Regions from separate parts of the Mus musculus genome. Here region 1 is linked to region 2. A link is a contact called in public promoter capture Hi-C data. All regions are on one chromosome and are shown on one strand. Each heading gives the region's core, a stretch centred on a gene start, on an enhancer-like site or on the middle of the called end of the contact. The rest is flanking DNA. Distances are from core to core; before and after follow the strand shown.

The links. Promoter capture Hi-C pulls out the DNA fragments that hold promoters and counts their contacts.
Region 1: a promoter capture Hi-C map of liver shows a contact between it and region 2, with 3 times the contacts expected there. The contact joins the enhancer-like site here to the promoter of Gstm7 in region 2. A contact is called at or near these places in 14 of 39 promoter capture datasets (the 3T3-L1 cell line, the C10 cell line, cranial neural crest and 8 more), 3 of 484 Hi-C or Micro-C datasets (bone marrow-derived macrophages and liver), 1 of 115 datasets of contacts at active chromatin or transcription factors (embryonic stem cells) and 3 of 9 other capture datasets (adipose tissue, liver and pancreatic islet).

What each region holds. Positions count from the first base shown.
Region 1 is chr3:108,110,012-108,117,281 of GRCm38.p6, reverse strand. Gnai3 (guanine nucleotide binding protein (G protein), alpha inhibiting 3) reads left to right here. Exons shown (of 9, transcript NM_010306.3): 5 at 1,391-1,519; 6 at 4,680-4,809; 7 at 5,194-5,347. Among named protein-coding and RNA genes, the nearest start is that of Gnat2, 21 kb to the right of the region's middle. Within about 2 kb of position 3,096, at least 21 of the 459 cell types and tissues checked have an H3K27ac peak or open chromatin away from gene starts, as enhancers often do. A contact at or near this core is called in adipose tissue and liver, where this site is marked.
Region 2 is chr3:107,926,630-107,933,381 of GRCm38.p6, reverse strand. It overlaps Gstm7 (glutathione S-transferase, mu 7), which reads left to right and starts at 1,565. Exons shown (of 8, transcript NM_026672.3): 1 at 1,565-1,763; 2 at 1,992-2,067; 3 at 2,490-2,554; 4 at 2,828-2,909; 5 at 3,008-3,108; 6 at 4,224-4,319; 7 at 4,402-4,512; 8 at 6,402-6,752. The coding sequence starts at 1,728. The coding sequence ends at 6,491.

The DNA.
Region 1 (7,270 bases), core at 1,847-4,346, 180 kb before region 2:
TAGTTTTAGAGAATTGGTAACTAGTACTTTTATTCACTGCTACATTTGATCCCATTTTGACCCCCCGACACATTTATATATTCATGCTGTAGTTTTAAAGTTTACTTTTGGGGGACCTGGTGAGTACTTGACATCTGTACCTCCTGCCCCCCACACCCCGCCCCCCGCCCCCCGCCCCAATCAAGATAAAGGACTTTTGGTTGTTAAGGTATTTTCTCTAGCCTTATATTTTCCCATTCTCATTCTGTCACAATTGTTACAAGAAATGGTATATATAAATGCTATTTATAAAGCTTACTTATAATTTGACAAACAATAAAAGGATTCTTGCTGTCTTTTTAAAACTAAGATTATCTTTATGTGCGTATACTGGTAGTTTAAGCAATTCAGTGGCTATCAGAGGTAAATTTTTAATCGTTTCTTCTGTCATCCATTGAGTAAGCTCTGACTCGCCAAACTACATGTTATTTATAAAGTTGGGTCCCTCTGTCACTGTTCATCCAAGCTCAACTCTGTTAATGGTGGTATTTGGTTTGTAGATGATCTGAATGGCACACTTAAAGTAGTGCATCTGCTCTTTTTTTTTTTTTTTTTGGTCTGGAATCAGTGAAGATTTAGCCTTTGTCTTTCCCCTACTCTCTTCCCCCTTTTTTTGAAATGGGGTCTTGTTACATAGCCCAGGCTGGCCTGAAACTTTGTATCTTCCTGATTTGTCTCAAACATGTGGCCTCTTGCCTCTGCATCCTCGGGTGCTGGGTTTATAAGCCTATACTCACATATCCACCTATATTCTCACTGAATGTAGTTCTTCTCATTTTCATATCAAGTATCATTCTTTAAGAAGCTGTCAAATAGTTATGTATGCAGCTGACATAAATTTAAGTATCCAAGAACTTTTAACTTTTTGTTATTTTATTTTCATATGGGTCTTGCTCTGTAGCCCAGACTTACCTGGAATTCATGGGGTCCAGGGTTACAGGTCTTTGTCACAATCCCAGTTTGATTTTGTTTTTTCTGCTCTATAGTGCATAGCTCACTTCATATTAGATTTAGCAATAATACAATTGCCATGTTTTTAAAATTTGCTTTTACGGTATATTTAAAACCATTCTTGTTACTGTGTGTAGAACCTATTAATTTCCCCTATACTTGATTCACTTTTTTCACTCATTCTATGATACTGAAGATTTAATATTTTTCTGCCCTTCAGTGAGTTTCAGGGTACCTTTGTTTGTTGTTTGTTGGCACTTGGGATTGAACCTAGGCCTCACATGTGCCAGTACTTAGCCAGTCACAGAATTGACTTTTGCCAAGCTGCTAGTTTGGTCTGTTGATTTGTCATGTCCATGGTTGACTTTACCAAGTAAAAACCAATATGCATTTTATTTAGCTACCTAAATGATTTGGATAGAATATCCCAGACCAACTACATTCCAACTCAGCAAGATGTTCTTCGGACAAGAGTGAAGACTACAGGCATTGTGGAGACCCACTTCACCTTCAAGGAACTCTACTTCAAGTACGTCATAGCCTGTTCTTGCCTGGGTCTGGCACAAAGAACCAAAAGTTTTTTTGCTTTTGTTTTTGAGTCAAGATCTCATGATGTAAACCTGGATGACCTAGTTCTTGCTGTGTAGACCAGGGTGGCCTCAAGTTTGCATCTTCCACCTCTGCCTGCTGAGTGCTAGGGTTGCAGGTGTATACCACATGCCTGGCTTACTGACTCCCCTTAGTTAGCCTCTCTGTCTGGGGGTAAGATCTTTGTAAGCAGTGTTCCTTGGTTTAGAAACTTAATATTTAAGAGCCATTAGCTCAATGTTTTATCTGATTACACCCCACACATTTATTTATTTTTCTCCTCCAGATAGCATCAGTATTTAGAGAAAATTAAATGTAAAATTAAATAATAGTTTACCTACCATTAGAATTCATTATACAATTATCATTTTGTGTTTGTTTACATTTTCAGCACGCTTTTGTTAGTTGCCAAATAGGTATTGACTATTGCTAGAAGGATCAGAGCGTACTAAATAGGTAGAAAATAACGTATAGATGGCTTCATCCTGACGTGCTGACGTGCTGACAGTAAAACAGGACTATTTCTTAGCAGCACCACTCCTCTCAGACGGCTCCCCTTCCCGTTAAGGTTAATGGGCCAGAGCTAAGCTTGGGGGCCTTGGGTTTGTACATGCACAGCATCATGCTCAATTAAGTTTGTAGTGCAGGGCAAAATAGGCCTGGGATTGAGGTGTTTTAGAGAGGTGATGATGACGTAGACAGTAAAGGACATTCTAGTGTTTGCAGAGAATTTTCTCATAGCACCAGCAATTCCAAGAAAAAGCCTCTGCACTTCTTTTTGTTAATAGTCTTTTAAAAATTACTAAAACTGTTTTTGGTTCCTTTTTTCTGTGTTTGTAACCTTTGAGGTTAGCAGTAACCTTTTCTCCTTTAGTGTGTGTTCAGTGTTTAAGAAGTACCTGGTGCCGGGCATGCCTTTAATCCCAGCACTTGGGAGGCAGAGGCAGGCAGATTTCTGAGTTCGAGGCCAGCCTGGTCTACAGAGTGAGTTCCAGGACAGCCAGGGCTACACAGAGAAACCCTGTTTCGAAAAAACAAAACAAACAAACCAACAAAAAGAAGTGGATTTGAAACCTGATGAATGGTTTCGGGTAAATGGGCTGCTTATCTTAAATACTGATGAAGTTACTTAACAAAGTCCGCAGAAGCTATACGAATTACCCTGTGAAGCCATAGGAAGGAAGTGTCTCTGTATACTGTAAAATTAGTAATTCAGCCGGGCGTGGTGGCGCACGCCTTTAATCCCAGCACTCGGGAGGCAGAGGCAGGAGGATTTCTGAGTTCGAGGCCAGCCTGGTCTACAAAGTGAGTTCCAGGACAGCCAGGACTACACAGAGAAACCCTGTCTCAAAAACACCAAAAAAAAAAAAAAAAAAAAAAAATTAGTAATTCAGTTCTAATTAAATACCAAAACCATTTTTCATTGATGTCATAGGTTGATCTTTAGCTAGGTAACTATCTTTCCATGCCAGGATCAGTAGCCAAGATTAAAGTGCCACAAGTACTTTGTTTTGGCATGTAGATGTCTTAGTATGAAGTACTGTCACCTCTTCATTCTCTTCCTTCTCTAGGCAAAACCACTATCCATTTATTCAAACATTTACTGAAGTATTGCAAGGCATTGTGTAATTGCTTTGAGTTATGAGGAAATGTTTATACAATATTGATGTTAGTGAATAATACTGTGTTACTAGGTACTAAAAGCCAGCTTTGGGACTTCATAGCATCTCTTTGTCTTATGGACGTTATAGAAAATGGGGATGTAAACTGGAATTATTAGTGTACTAATGTGCCTGTCTTTGTAAGATTTTTATGGTGAAATGTTAGCCGTTCTATAGCCTACAACATGACCCTGGATTAAGGCCAATCTGTTTAGCTGTCATGCAAGACCAAAGGTTGCAAAGAACAGCAAGATCCCCGAAAGGAAGGGTTGGGTCAGGAAGAAAGAGGATGCATGCTCACGTCATTCGGGAGGTCACGTGGACTTTCCTTCTCTTGGTCTACAGGGAAATCACGTGGACTTTCCTTCTCCTCATCTGTAGGGGTGAAAAAAATCTCAGCAAATTTAGACCCCAGGCTACTGAAGATTTCACTCACTAGAGCAATGTAGCAAAAAGCTTTATCATTGCTATCAGATATAGATCTTGAGAGAGTGTGAGCATTTGAGTACTGACCCCATCTAGACTCAGGTATTGACTAAAAGACAAAGTAGGACAGCTGTTCCTGTCAATGTAGGAAGTAAGGATGGACACTGTTGGTACAAACTTAGCAATTAGGAGACTAAAACAAATCCAGATTAGAACATAGGGTGTGAGCAGCTTCCCTCCCCGCACCCCCACCCCCACCCCCACCCCCACCCCCGTGCTGCTGCTGCTGCTGCTGCTGCTGCTGCTGATGATGATGATGATGATGATTAGGCCCAGGCAAGCTTTGGTGGTGTTGGGGAATACTTGGTTACTTAGTTACTTTTAAGACAGTTGCTGTGTAGTGCAGGCTGGTCTTGAACTTGCTGTTCTTCGAGCTCAGCCTCCTAAATGCTGAGATTATAGTCATTCTTCCTAAACCTAGCACAAGATCTCAAATTCTTAAAGCCTGATATCAAATTTAATTTTTTCCCATAATTCTCTTCATATGTTTTTCATTAACACAGGCAAATAAACTTTGAGCTCAGATGCAAGGTGGGTATTCAGAACAAACCAGTTTAAAAGTCAGAGTGGGACTATGGAAAGTATATAGAGACAGGACTTAGAGTGCCAGATGGTCTAGGGTAATGCCTGGCACCATGGTAAACACGGAACAAATAGCAGTTGTCATGGCTACCGTTATCTTAAGCCTTACTGTTGAGCTCTTCTTCCTTTAGTCCTTTTTAGTTCTTAACTCTGCTGACTTTGGCACCTGTGTTGAAAGGGGGAGGTTCAGCTGTGGCCTATACTTTTAACCACTGACAATGGTTTAGACACATTGATTTGCTTCTTGTCTTTGTTACAAATGGGGTTTGAGTGTGTGATAATGGAGAGGTTCTAACCACGACAGTCTCGAGAGAAATAACTATAAGTGTGACATTACTAAATCTGTGCTTTTTTTTTTTTCCCCTTACTCAGAATGTTTGATGTAGGTGGCCAAAGATCCGAACGAAAAAAGTGGATTCACTGTTTTGAGGGAGTGACAGCAATTATCTTTTGTGTGGCTCTCAGTGATTACGACCTTGTTCTGGCTGAGGATGAGGAAATGGTATGTTGACGATTGGGGTAGAAAGTCCATCTGATACAGCTAGGAAGTGAGCGTGACTCAAGGAAGACGGGTGCCACTGCTGGCTCACGGAACCAAAACTTAATGCCCTGTATTTTCTTGTCAGTGGGGCTAGAGTTCCCAAATCCTTGTTCCATTGCACATTTGCTCTTGGTAGCCACATTGTGTGCACAGGATTGCATCTTGTCATCTTCTTAACCCCTTACCCCAAGAATTATGCAAATCAGGACTGACTAGGCTTCAAGTCACATTAGGACCTACTCTATTTCCATGAATTCAGTTTGTTGTTTTAAAACTTCTTGGTATGTGAACTAATCTGCTTTTTATTCTTGCTGCTAATCTGTCATAACCATGTTTGTTTTTCAGAACCGAATGCATGAAAGCATGAAATTGTTTGACAGCATTTGTAACAACAAATGGTTTACAGACACTTCAATCATTCTCTTTCTTAATAAGAAAGACCTTTTTGAGGAAAAAATAAAGAGGAGTCCATTAACAATCTGTTATCCAGAATACACAGGTAAAGGGCGTGAGGTGCTGTTGGAGGTGTGCATCGTAGGTCAGTGCTTCCCAGCTGCCATCAGCTGCCCCAGGACTCATGCAGGACTCATGCACTCACTCACAGTGGGCGCAGCAGTAAGCATCTGAAGAAACGCCATTAAGTTTCGAGTGTGACTTCAGAGATCAGTGTCCTCACTTTGGAGGAAAATGAAATACAAACATGAAATTTTGGCATATGTCCAAAGAGATATAAAAACAAACTTTTTAATGAAAGTCATTAGGCAGAATAGAGGCATTTAGAGAAGACAGTTGCATGTAAGAAATGGAGAAGGGGCATGTGGCAGCTGTGGAATTTAACGTACTAGCAGGGAGAGGCTGGCCCTGTGTCGAGCTAGTGACAAGTGGCCTTGGGCACATGGTGTATGAACAGCAGTCTAGCAGCAGTGTAGTGAGGACGGCAGTAAGGACTGCCTTCGGATGCAGATACAACCTTTCAGTGAGAGCCAGGATGGCATCTTAAAAGCCAAGGACAAGGATATGGGTGGGGCTAGGAGTGAAAGTCAGACTGTGAAGTCAGTGCCAGTGCGAGGGAGGCACCTCTAAAGGAGGTCACTTCATCTCTGTCTCTTTCCTTGGCTCCATGTCTATTCTTCTCTGTCCCCACTAATGTCCTTTACTATTCAGTTTATAAGATGAAGGATGGCATTGCCACCATTTCTGTGTCTCTTCCATTAAAACAATGAGGTCATACTGGGTTTGCTTGACTTCCAATTCAAGTTTCTCTGGGAAAGATTCTGGTTATAGCTAAAGAAGGTAAAACGCTGTGGGCCAGTCGGCTATTTGAAATTAGGGATCACAGACAACAATGGCAGAACTGTGCCATTATGAAAGCTGTGACCAGATGGCCAGAGTGAGAAGGGGACTCTCTGAGCTGTTTCCGTGGATGGGGGCTCTCACTATCTGAGACTCTGCTTTCTTTTGAGAATACAGTGAAAGGTTCAGCAAACATTAGAAAGTCAAAGGTGTCTTCACTCAAGTCTCTCAGTTGGATACTTTGCTATGATCTGAATTTATATTTTGGAATGTTGTTTTAGAAGTATCTGTAGAATAACCAGATAGAAGTGTCTGTTTGGTAGTGATCCTTATACTAGGGACTTAGGGAAAGGTTAGCTTAGATGTATAAACCTGAGAACAGCAGTAATTAACTTATTGGAGATAAATGAAGTTACCAGAGAGATGACTATAAAATGAGGCGAGAAACGATAAAATGAGACAAATACTAGCTACCAACAGGAGAGAAATAAAGGTTTATAAAGGATACAAAAGAAAAGAACCAGAATCTCTTAGAAAGTAAGGGGAGTGGACAGTGAGGTGGCCCATCGGATAAGGTGCGTGCCTCCAAACCTGATGACCTGAGTTCAGCTCCTGGACTTGGATTACAGGAGGGAACTGACTCCCATAAGATGCCAGCCTTGTGGAGAGTGAAGACTACACAGAGAAACCCTGTCTTGAAAAACCAAGATGGGAGGGGGGTTGCGAGCTCTAGGCACCTAACAAAGTAGTCTTCCTTTAGTTCTGTATTTCATGTGTTCTTTCTTTCTCCCAGGCTTCTTTATGTACTTACTTGATATTTCTTGCCATGCTTGATCTCACCCAAAATAGGCTCTGGTTTATGAAAACAGTGTACATTGTTTTGACAGTGTCCTTGACGCTACAGGCGGTTTCTAAGACCGTGTGGAAAGTGGACGACTGAGTGTTAATTATATATATTAAAAAGAAGGCTTTCTGTTGGTCTCCTCGTGCCCCTACTCCTTAGAAAGCAGCTGCTTGTTGAGACAGACTTATCCTTTAAAGTGTGTTACTGGCTGTGGATGGGCACCGTGCCTGCATCCCAGCACTTGGGAGGGCGAGGTAGGAAGCCATGAGTTTGAAGGCGGTGCCG
Region 2 (6,752 bases), core at 316-2,815:
TTCTTGCCCCAGCTCCTTTTCCTTCAACTCAGTGGCCTCCTGAAGTGGCCGTCCCTGAAGTTGGCTTCACTGTCCTGTCCAGCAGTGACTGTGCTGTGCTGTGCTGAGGAGCTGGGGGAGCCCATCATCTTTAGGCTCTGTACTTGCAACACGTGTGTAACAGAGGCAGGTCTTATCTGCAGTATACCCCAGTGAGGTCTCTGCATATGGGAGCCTGTCTGGTCCCCATAAGGCTTGAGTCACACTTGCTTTGACTGCCATTCCAGCTTTCACTATTGCCTCTAAGGACTGTCTGGAGACCCTAATAGAGCCTGGTTCACAGGGGTCCAAGCGGACTAAGAAGGACACCTCCCAGTGCAGGCAGCCTTCACCGGGTCTCTAGAACATGAAGGGTACCTTGTGGCTGGAAACTTGCCCACCCCACAATGTCACTGAGATCAGACATTAATAAAAGTTGGTCGAAAAAAATCAGAGCAATGCTATCTCAAACTAAGGCAGGTTTCCTCACCCTCAGCTACATTTTAACACAACCAAATGAAACCAACATAAACATAAAACGTGTTTAAAAGAGTTGAGATCTGAGTGAGTTGGCGGTGCTTCCTAAAAGAGACAGGTGTGGCACTCCATGTCCTTAATCTTAGCACTCGGGAGCTGAGACAGGAGAACTGAGCCTAATCCAAGACCAGCCTGGGTTACACAGGGTCCCAAGGCCAACCTCTAAAGCCATCGCAAAAGAGAAAAGGATAAAAAAGAAACATAAGACAAAGAACACTTGTTCCTCGGGAATTGGGCACAAGGCTTTCAAGGCTCTGTAAAGAGAAACATGTTCCGTCAATTGTCAGAAGTCACAGGTCCAAGTGCAAGCCTGGCCAGGAAGCAGCACGGCAGAGGTGATTATCAATCACAGCTACTCCAGGGTCTCACGCATCCCCGGCATGGTGTTAGTGGGAAAGAAAATGAAATGACTCTTGGTTATAAGATTTTGTACTCATGCTGGAAAGAGTCAAAGGTAGGGGGTGGGAAGATCAGGAGAGAGGGAAAGGCAAGCCAAGGAAGGCGGAGTTTAGCGGAGGGCACCCGAACAAGGAAGCAGCTACAGTATACAGGTGATTAAGTGGGCACTCATTTCTTTTGTGAATTTTTTCAAAGATTAATGTTATATCAGAATAAAAAACAGAAAAAAAACTCCAGATACATCATTTACTATGTGATCCAGGACACACACACACACACACTTAAATGAAATAAATTTCATCAGAAAAATTTGTTTTGCATTCATGAATATATTTGTATTATCATGTTTTCCAGTTCTTCGTTCTTTAAGTATTCACAGTATAAAAGATAATTTTGCCCTCAGGACACAGTTGTCAAGGTCCTAGGCCTTCCGAACTGTCACCACTGGGGAATGCTGCTGCCATCTAGACTAGAGGGTAGAAAATAGCAGTCCTACAGCGGAAACCCAGCACCACCAATAAGAAGCTAGCAAACCCAGCCCCGCCTTTCGCTCTTGGCACTCAGCCAAGCCACCACCATAACAATGGAGCTCAGGCAGCCTTGGCTCTGGGGGCGGCCCTGGCCTTGTTCCTGGATGCCGGTATTGGCTGGAACTGGGAGGTGGGGAAGGGCAGTCTGAAGACCTGACAAAGCGAAGCCAATCCGTTTCTGGCAGCTCTCTGAACAGCCAAGGCTAGATTGACACTGAGCCTGTCCGTTCAGACCTCGGCACCATGCCCATGACACTGGGTTACTGGGACATCCGTGGGGTGAGAGAGGGGTCCGAATGCAGAGTAGGACTTGGAGGAGGGACAAGGATCCGTGCAGTCAATGGAGGCATGCTCTTGCAGCTGTGTATGTGTGTGTGTGTGTGTGTGTGTGTGTGTGTGTGTGTGTGTGTGTGTTCTGGTCCATCCATGGACATAGTGAAACTAGGTCAGAGAATGAGGACTCGTGTAGAAGGGGTAAAGAATTTTACCATCTCTTGTCTCTTACAGCTAGCCCATGCCATTCGCCTGTTCCTGGAATACACAGACTCAAGCTATGAGGAGAAGAGATACACCATGGGTGATGGTGACTGCATCCTTTCTAGTCAGATCCCTGCCCAACTCCTGTCCATTGTTGCCCAGCAACCAACCTCATCACTCAGCTCTGACACTTTTTTGTTGGAGCTGTAACATGCCCCTTCCAAAACCCTTGATGGTGTGGTTTGATTTGCCAATGGAAGATGCTAAGGAAAGATTTGAGTGTACTCTGTATTTATAACTGGGCTCCATTCTTCTAGCAATTGGCTAAATCTTTCACAAGCTTTAGCGATGAAGAAGCTCACAGCCCTTACAAACATCTTCATCCTTGCAAGCTTGCAGTATGACTTTGTGAGTCAGCTTGCAGGTCCACTGCTTTGGAGAGTCTTGTCTCTGACCCCTTGGGAAAATCTTGGGAAAGGGGTTTGAACACATGGGTCCTTTGATTTCATATTATCTTGTCCACCACAGCTCCTGACTATGACCAAAGCCAGTGGCTGAATGAGAAATTCAAGCTGGGCCTGGACTTTCCTAACGTAAGTACAGGAGAGGGGAGGTGTGGAGATGGTGGTGGTGTCCCTGTTTATACAGATGGGATCAGTCCTTTGGCTTTCATCTTCGCATTCCTGGTTGTCCACACCATCTTTCTGTGATGGGCTGTATCCCAGCTCTCTGTTCAGTGAGCAGCATTTTCATAGAAGGTTTTCCATGGCAGGCACACTGAGTGCCAGGCCTCGTGTCTGTCCTCACCCAAGGAAGGGATTCTGGGATTTCATATCCCATCTGACTCTCCATGCTTGTCCATTCAGCTGCCCTACTTGATCGATGGGTCACACAAGATCACGCAGAGCAATGCCATCCTGCGCTACCTTGGCCGCAAGCACAACCTGTGTGAGTGGGGCCGGCTGCAGGGGTGGGGACCGATGGCCACCAGCTGGGCTTGGCCAGGGTGGCATGTTGAGTGTGAGTCTGGGCTGTGTTTTTCACAGGTGGGGAGACAGAGGAGGAAAGGATCCGTGTGGATATTCTGGAGAATCAGCTTATGGACAACCGCATGGTGCTGGCGAGGCTTTGCTACAACGCTGACTTTGTGAGTCCTGCTCTGGGCTGGATGAGGTGGGGGAACCAGAGCTTGTACCTTTGCCTTCTCATCTGCTCTGTTTGCTTAGCATCTAACGTCTTAGCGCTGCTCACCTACAGATGATACTCTGAACTGCTGGCGGAGTCATGGTGACACAGTATGGAGACTGAGACAGAAGGACTAAGGTTACGGTCTTCCTGGTTACACTGTCTCAAAATCAAAAGCACTAAAACAAAACCAAACCTTCCATGCACGTACACACACACTCTTGTACACACACACACACACACACACACACACACACACACACACACACCCTGCCAACATAGAGTCTTGTCAAATGGCACTTACAATGAACTTCAGCAACTAGAACAAACACTCCACAGTCCAGTGTCGGTAGCTGGGTAGTAAAGACTGTGTTTAGAATCTCTCAGCTCTGATCACCCATTTCTGGCCTGGGTTATGTCTCCTACTCGGTTATGTCTTACATCATCATTGCTTCTATAGTACACATTCCAACAATGAGAAAAAGTGGAGTAAGCTGGAAATGGATGGGAGCCATCACCTGGGGACTCTTCCCAACCAGATACCCAGAGCCATGCCTGGGATACTCACAGTAATAAGGAAGTGTTCCCAAAAGGCAGTCTACAGCTGGCTAAGCCTCTTCTTGCCTCATCTCCTTTCACCCCATCACACTTCATCTTTCTGAAACTGCCCCAGAGCCCTACCGTTCTTCTTCCTGCAGAACATCCAACTTCTCTTCCAGAATGCTTTAGTTATTTGCTTCTCTGACTCACATTACATCTGAATGCGAGAGCCAGCTCACACAGTCCTGGGTGTGACTCACAAGAGTTGTTCTGAGCACCTGTGGTGAGTCTCAGGGACAGCGTGCCCCTGTGTAGATCCTCATCACCTCTGATATTGGATCTGGTGCCTGTAGGACTCTAATCAATAGACATAATGAATTAATAATAGTGACATCATAAATTAAAGCAGAATTAACCCAGGCCTAGTCTCGGGAAGGTGGCTGCACCTCTGCCCAGATGGGGTCTTTGTCGCCCTGTTTGGGCGGCCTCTGCTCGGAATCTTGTGACTGAGGGTGATCACAGTGTGTTCCGCTCTAGGAGAAGCTGAAGCCAGGGTACCTGGAGCAACTCCCTGGAATGATGAGGCTTTACTCTGAGTTCCTGGGCAAGCGGCCATGGTTCGCAGGGGACAAGGTAAAGGGAGGGGTGGGGAGGAGGGGTTGCCATCCTTCCCAGGTTACCTGATCCAAGCACACTCACCCTCGGCTTCCTACAGATCACCTTTGTGGATTTCATTGCTTACGATGTGCTTGAGAGGAACCAAGTGTTTGAGGCCAAGTGCCTGGATGCGTTCCCAAACCTGAAGGACTTCATAGCGCGCTTTGAGGTGACGGACGCTCTAAATCCTCGTTCTTCTTTGAGGTCCTCCCTTCCCCACTCTGCTTGCAAGGCCCTTGGCCCTGGAACTGAGCTTAAAATCAGCAAAAGCCAGTAGCATGTACTGAGTGCTTGCTTTCTGGCTCAGCATACGTTATCTATTGGGTAAAAATTATCATTACAACCAACTTGCAGGGCAGATTGAATTATGAGTCCTATGGGACAGATAAGGAAACAGACTATAGAGGCTAAGTCCCTTACTAGCAGAGGTTGTGCCCAGCTCCCTGGGGGTGTGTGGCCTTTAAGGCCAGCAGGGAGTAGACATTTCCTATTTTGTGTCAAAAGGAAGAGCCTCGGGTCCTTGTGCTGCCTAGGTTACTCAGTCCAGAATGCTGGGGAAAGGCAGAACGTGGCAGGAGTGTGTAAGCCGCAGACATTCAGAGAGGGAGGCATGGTGGGATTTGTGTGAAATAGCCGCGTGTAGACAATACCAGGTCTTCAGAAAGTTTCACTCAGGTCCATCCGCATCTGAGCACATGCCAAACCCCAGAGATGTTTTTGGTGCTAGATTTGAGAGTGTATGTGAGCCCTATTCAGGATTTTATCTTAAAGAGTTGTATGGTTATAGGGCCTTTGCCCTTTTCTTTTCCCCATGTCTCCATGAGGCCATTTCTACAATGTATTTATATACTTATTTAGACTCCTATTCACTGGCCCCCTCCTCTGTATGAGGCTCAGTATCAGGCCCAGTGAGGCATGGAAAGAACTCCATTCAGAGACCAAGTATAGCAGAGTGCAGTGAACGTAACCGGCACAGAGTCACCCGGGAGCTGTGAGTCACAGCTTGGCCCTCACTGCATAGCTAGTCATGGGTCCCCCAGAGTCTACTTAGCACCTACAGAATATGCTTTCAGAGATTTGGGAACTGCAGGCATTAGAACAACAGGCTTGCAGTCTGGAATCTTGTCCCTATATCAAGTGATATATCTTCTCAGCTGGTTTCACCAATTCTGGGTCTGGTCCTGACCCAGTGGCCTTGAAAGTGTACCAGGGCTGCTGTGGTCATGATAGGGAAGGATAGAAGAGCTGAGGGCTGCAGCCTGAGGCCTGCTGCACCTGGTTTCTTGATTGCAGTTAGCTCTAGGTCTCTGAACCATGCAGAATTTATCTGAGCAGGCTCTCCTGGTAAGATGGAACAAACACTCCCAGTGTCTCTTTGCATGGCCCCATGGAGCAGGGCTGGATATGAGGCAGCTTTGGGACTCAGTGAGATTGGCCTGAGGCTCCACAGAGAGCGGGTTGGACCTCTACTTGCAGGAGAACAATTAGAGCTGGCTCAGCATCCTTAGCTGGCCCTCCTCCCCTTGTGCATTTGATCCTGGGTTTGCTGGGTCCCTGGCTCAGGTCTGGGTTCTCTGTCCTGCTGCACTGGCCTGTCATGGACATCTTTGTCCTGCTACAGAAGGTTTCTGTGTAAACCAGCAAGGATGTTCCCTGTGAGAAAGGATCGTGTCTGTGAAGGCAAGGAGTGGCAGGGTCTCCTGTGGGAAGACAGGAAAGGCCTGGGTAGAGAGGGAAGAGATTGGGAGCTATAGAGCCAGCTTGACTCAGGTCCTGTCTCATGGACTAGCTGTGCCAGCAGGAGGAAGCCACATAACCTCTTTGCTGACACGTTGGCACAGTGAGACTGATCTTGGAGGATGGAGTGTGTTTTCTGAGCGTAGGTCATAATCTATAATGGGCACGATCCCGATGCACAGGCATCTTCGCATAGGCCACCGAGGATTCCCCTTTCTAGAACTCTAATATTAGAGTCTACAGGGAAAGCTGTTTCTGGAGTGGGGCTGCTTATCCCAGTGGGGCCCCTGGCCTGACCTCCCTCTCTGTCCTCACACGCAGGGCCTGAAGAAGATCTCCGACTACATGAAGACCAGTCGCTTCCTCCCAAGACCCATGTTCACAAAGATGGCAACTTGGGGCAGCAATTAGGACCTTGACAGGGTGGGCTGTAGGATAAAGATACCAGATCTCCTGAGTTTGCCAGGAGCCCTGGGGTGCAGGCAGGATCCCTGCAGCCCCACAGCCAACTTTTCCTTCTTCTTTCCTTCCATCCTGTTCCAGATCCCAAGCCTCACCGGCTCTCGTTTTTGGTCATCCAATCTCTGCCCAACACAGTCTCTTAAAATCCCTAACAGTTCCTTTTCATTAGCAAAGTAGCCCTTTCTAAAGCTAAAGTCCCCCTGCCCCACC